Regions from separate parts of the Arachis hypogaea genome. Here region 1 is linked to region 2. The links are chromatin contacts, called in public Hi-C maps. All regions are on one chromosome and are shown on one strand. The core of a region is the stretch at or near the end of the contact, and the rest is flanking DNA. Distances in the headings are between cores, read along the strand shown.

Region 1 (2,953 bases), core at 393-2,892, 400 kb after region 2:
TAAGCATGTGTCCCATGCCATAATAGAAGACAGGCCATCTTCCTAAGGGCTTAGTAAATGAGTCATCTTCAATGATAGTACCCATGACGAGGGCTTTGGTAACTGCAACCACAAACCTGAAAGGTATAAAATGAAAATTTTCATTTGCACACTTGCAAAATTGCTTTTTCTTTCTTTTTTTTTTTTTTGGATTTGCGCCAATTTTGAATAGTTTTTTCCTCTTCTTTTTTATTTGTCTTACGCTAAAACCTTTTCTTTTGAGATCAACAAAGGTTGACCTCTAGACCTTTAGATCATAAAAATTCCACTACCCTTGTCATGGAACCACTTGTCCCAGAAGCTTAAAGGTACATAAATGGTTATATTTCAATCAATGTATAACATCATATTGTTTGTTAAGGAACCTTCCTACTCAAATGAATGAAGAAAAGAACCCTAACACAGTAACAGTTGAGCCTCTATCACATTGAAGACTTAGTAAAGAAAATCAATGAACTGTAACAAGCTATAATGTTCCAAATGCAGTCGAAAAAATCCAAGCTATAATCTGGCAACATAATAAGCATCCAACAAAAAGAAGGTAGGGCTTGTAAGCACAAGAACAAAACAGATGTACAAAACTGCCAAATGCCATACAAAACTAGAGTCTATAGAAGATGCTTATATCTATCTTCAGACAGATGTACATTATGACAATAAACACAGCATATTTGAAATATTAACAAGAAGATAACAAATTTGTATCCGGGGTCCCAATCATACCCCTCTCCCTCTGCCCCACCAAAAGAAACAGAAGGAAGTTTCTTGTAATAGAGCCAAATCACAGCATTTTTGTACCAAGTTTCTCACTTTCTCTTTCCAAACTCAAATTCCTTATATTGCCACACTTTCCCCAAACTTACTCCATCAATTAAATACACCACCTTGCAGATTAAGTTAAAAAGCATCATATCTACCAGGGTTAGAAACAGATCATATCACATATTACCCCAAAAAAAATTGCTTTACCTAGAAAGCAATTCCAACAACCGCCACTGAAAATGAAATCATACTTTCAAATTTCAAAACATAGTCACAACTCATAAAGCACTGAAAGAAAACCAAGTTGCAGGAAATTCAAATTTTGCAAAACATCAATCACATGAAACACAAAATCCGACACATGCAGAGAAGAAACAGAAGGTGGGAGAGATATTTCTAAATCAGAAAACTAAATTGATGATGAGATGATGGAGTTTATGATTTGATAACTACTTACCGAAAGAGAGAAAACGTGAAGGTCAAGCAAAGCAAAGCACCACATCAAAGACGCGCTTCCATAGTGATAAAACTCACCGTCAGAAAACCAAGTTGGATATAAAGGCTCAGAGAAAAAACAAAACACAAGAAACCAAAGATAATAACAAATATATCACTTTTTTTTCTAAATCACATGGTCACAATTTTCAAGGGGATATCTTTCTATGACATATCCGACATCATCCACCACAGCATATCTATCCTCACAGGCTCACAGCACGTAACTGGAATTTAAAAAAACATTAAATAAATATCTTTTTTTCTGTTTTTGGAAGATAAAAACTATATAATATGGCTGTCACTATTGAAAATTCAAGTTTGTCGTTGGCTCTCTTCTTCTTTCTGGTTGCGTTATTGAGTCGTTTGGGCGGTTGAGTGCAGAAGTAGTGTGCTTTTCTGATCAGTGATCAGTTGGTGGGAACCAAATTGTGTTCCAAAGATTGTGGAATGACAAAAATGTCCCTTAGTGGGAAGCGGCTGCTATGGCGTCATCAGCATCAACGGCCACGTTGTGGCATGAAGGGACAGCTGCCCTTTTACATGATAAGGTACTTCTTGCCCAATTGGAAATTGGAAAGTAGAAATAAAAATTAAAAATTAGAAATTAGAACTTACGATGCATTTAAGAAGCAATAACTTTATGAGATTGATATGAGATATTTTTGTATGAAATGCTATTAATTGATTTGCGATCATTTTACGGGATTTGTTACTTTACTTTTAAGAATACTATGATGATATAAATACATATAATCAACTTTGATTGTATTGGTCAAACAGCTATCTCATTTATATGTTTACATAAATGTCAAAACTTTGACTTTATTTTATATATATAATAATTTATTAATAAAAAATAAATTATCAAATAAAATTTTAATTTATGATAAATTAATTTTTAACTTTTCAAATTTAACGTTTCATAGGCAAACAAAACGTCATAAAAGTATAATTAAAGCTATAATATAATACAATAATAACTAAAGTAAGACTGAAATTATAATTTTAATTATCTTACTAAATTAATGTATTATTTGTAAGAATGGTAACTTAAAGGTAAAAAAAATATATATATTAAATTAATAAATAACATAATATGTATTATTTTTTTATAAAACAAATATTAAAATATTAATTCAAATATCATAATTAATTTTTTATTAATCTATTTTATTCAATACACTAGACATAATATATACAATGTCAAATTAAATCATTAAACAACACTTTAACATTATTTAATTTAAATATTTAAATGTTATCTTATTTATAAAACAGAAAGAATAAAGTTAGCTAAGAAACAAACAACTACAAAAAATAGTCTGAATGTTGTCCAAACAATACTTTTGGTTTGTTGTCATCAAATACTAATGGTATGAAATATGATTAGTGTTTTGGACAATGAGAAAATGACGTTATTAGCTAAACGGCTAAGTTATTAAAATTAATAAAGTCATTAACTCACGAAATTGTCAAATCATACATTAAATATAAATATTATTAAAGGCATTAAATATATAATGACAGTTATATTCGTATTTTTGTTGTGATTACGAGCTTATGAAATCAGGAGTTTGGAGATTCTAATTTGAGCGGACGTCAAAACTAAACTGAAAAAGTTACTTGTAAGATATTTCAATGCTTAAGTTAATAG
Region 2 (2,909 bases), core at 369-2,868:
TATTAATTTCAGCCTGCAATCCCTTATGCCATAACACTCACCCGATGAGAAGAGATGGGAGTAAATAAGGTGCAAGATGAAAGACGGATGAAATGAGTTCTCTCAATACCTTATTACATTCCATCTCACTCCAACTCTTGAACTGCAAATCCTAAAAACTTGACAATACCAAATGCAAAAGTCGGTGGTATTGAATAGCATCATGTAACCAAACCAAAAGACAAACGGACATTACAATTTTTGAGTAATCACTTGCTGAAAATTGATAGATTCATTATGAAAGATCTTCCAAGAACAGCAAATACACACACCATCACCATTTTACTAAACACTGGCAGTTATAATTAACTTAGAACTCAATTAGCAAGAGGGAAATCTCCATGATCTTCGGCACAGACTTAACATAACAACAATTTCAGGCTAACAACTCTTCATCACTAACACAATACCAAAACATAAAACTATAGGCAAACCAAAAGAGGAAAAAACTGCTATGTTTTGTACCTTATACATTGATGAATTTGCAGACAAGACCACCCCTTCATTCACTGCCATTGCCACCACCGATTCTGGAAAAATTCTCCGAATCACCACCCTCACCCTCCTCGCTCACCACAGATGCACCATTGGAGCCAATCAAGCCGTGCCTTGAGGCAATGTGATTCAGAGTGGTCCTCAACCCGTAGAAATCATCCTCCTCTTCCTCCATTAGCTCCGAAAGCCTCACCATCGCCGCCCTCAGCTGACTCCTGATCTCGCTCGACGTCAAAGCACCATCGAGGCCGTCTTCTTCCTCCCCTTCCGCCTCCTCCTCTGCCGCCGAAAGTCGGAACCGGCAGAGCGGGCACGAATCGTGGAGTTCGAGCCACGGCGTGATGCAATCGGAGTGGTAAAGGTGGTTACACGGAAGCTGCTTTGCTTCCTCGTCGATTTCAATGTCGTCCTTGCACACCGCGCACGAAACGACACCGGTTGGATCGAGCTGGGAGAGCAACGCGGAGGTGACAAGAATTACGGGGACGGCGGTTGCGGAGGACTTGGACGACGCTGTTTTGGAGGAAATCAGGGACGGGGAGAGTAAAGACAGTGGGTCCTCGAAAGCAACGTCGTCGTTTGGACTGTCGGTGGTGTTGGTATTGGAGTTGGAAACGAGGTGGTGGTGGATTAGGCGGTGAAAGAAGGGGGAATCAAAGAGGGAGAGAGAGGAGAGTGGTGCAACGGCGTCGTTTTGGGAAGGTGAGTCCATGAGTTCTAGGAAGTGGGTGCGGCAGTGGGGACACATGAGAGGGGAAGAACGGGAAGAGGAGAGGGCGACGCTCATGTCGCATTCGTGGCACCAATAGGTATTGAGTTCTGATTCCTCCGCCCCCGTCGCCGTCGCCATGATGGGTGGTGGTGTTGGTGCAAGCGGCTGTGGAGGAGGGGATTAATCAATTAAGTGAGGAGTTTGACTTTGAGTTTCTGAGGAGTCAGGAAAGGGCAGCGAGGAGTCATGGTTAAGATGAGAGAGAGGGGGTGGGAGGAGAACTGAAGAAGGTGAAGAGAGAGAGAAAGTGGGGCCCGCACGCAACCTTCTTCAATACAATAGGTTGGTTTGTCTATCGTTTGTTACGTTTCGTTTGGTACTTTGTGGCCTATGTCTGATCAACTAGAGCCACTATTATTAATATAATTAAAGGACAGATCACTTTGCATCAGCGTCGCTTTGGCCGAGTGGTTAAGGCGTGTGCCTGCTAAGTACATGGGGTTTCCCCGCGAGAGTTCGAATCTCTCAGGCGACGTTCTTTTTCTTCTATTTCCTTCTCTGTTATGCTATTTCACTTTATCTTTGCAAACGTTTGGAACTTGTAACATATTTAGTCTATTTACTATCTCTGCATCAGCCAAAGACAGAGAGGCAATGTAATATATTTTAAGGTCTCTCTTTTTCTTTAGCTTTTTCATAAGTGATCAATTTTGTTTGAATTTGACAATACCTGAATTGTGGTAAAGTAAATCATAAAAATAAAAATCCATAAAATTTGCCGCCACCTTGAGTACTTGCACAGAAGGACTCATATCACATTCAGAATTTTCTGTATATGACACCTGCGGATTTTATTTGATTCGAAGCCAAGGAAGCATCCTATTTTCAGCATATAGATATCTTACTTCGATCATGATGATGCGCCCTGGCCCCATGGCAAACGGTTGTTGTCTAAGTTGGTGGCATAGGTTTTCTTCTAATTATTATAGTTAAGGCCTCATAGTCCAAGCAAGTGCAAGGTGATTTGTGATATGGCTTCCCAACCCCTAGAATTATCCCGTGTAAGATGAATAATGGGGATGTTGCAGCCTAGTCTTCAATGGCAATACTGTGGGAGTTGGTGCAACATTATTTGGTGCGGACACAGAAGGATCAATGTTGGCTATGACTATAACATCAATATAACAATTGATAACGAGAATTGCTAAAGTCTATGATGATTTGCTAGGAAATTATAGTAATATGAATTGCTAAGAGTTTGAGAGAGGATTATGTTCTTAGAGTTATGTGATTAACTTTCCATGTTAGACGTTCAAATTATGGATTTAAGAGCTAAACTTTTTACGAATTCAAATTTTGTGTGCCTGACAAAATGTTGGTCCATGCAGAGCGATAGAATTACTTAAATTTTGTGTGCTTGAATAGTGTTTAATTTCCTTTTTTTTTTGAAATAAAAAAACGTTTAGATTATAGAGAGATGCTACACATTCAATTTTTTTTAGCAATCAAATCTAATCAAATTGGTCCAAATCTAACAAAAATCTGTAAGACTTCGAATTTTTAAAAATTAAATAATAAGTTATTTATGATTTATAATATTTATTTAAGATTATATTTTTAAAGATTTTTATATTAATTAAGTATTTTTTTATTTATGATTTAA

What was found. Hi-C and Micro-C count contacts between places; a contact is called where the count stands out from the background.
Region 1: a Hi-C map of leaf shows a contact between it and region 2, with 1.9 times the contacts expected there. The contact joins the promoter of LOC112703019 here to the promoter of LOC112703017 in region 2. A contact is called at or near these places in 3 of 8 Hi-C or Micro-C datasets (all in leaf).

What each region holds. Positions count from the first base shown.
Region 1 is chr7:48,428,919-48,431,871 of arahy.Tifrunner.gnm2.J5K5, forward strand. LOC112703019 reads right to left here and starts at 1,643. Exons shown (of 14, transcript XM_072199463.1): 1 at 1,259-1,643; 2 at 1-116. It overlaps LOC140174483 (a long non-coding RNA gene), which reads left to right and starts at 1,385. Exons shown (of 2, transcript XR_011863996.1): 1 at 1,385-1,847.
Region 2 is chr7:48,033,042-48,035,950 of arahy.Tifrunner.gnm2.J5K5, forward strand. It overlaps LOC112703017, which reads right to left and starts at 1,619. Exons shown (of 2, transcript XM_025754305.3): 1 at 505-1,619. The coding sequence starts at 1,384. The coding sequence ends at 542. It overlaps TRNAS-GCU (transfer RNA serine (anticodon GCU)), which reads left to right and starts at 1,700; the gene lies at 1,700-1,781.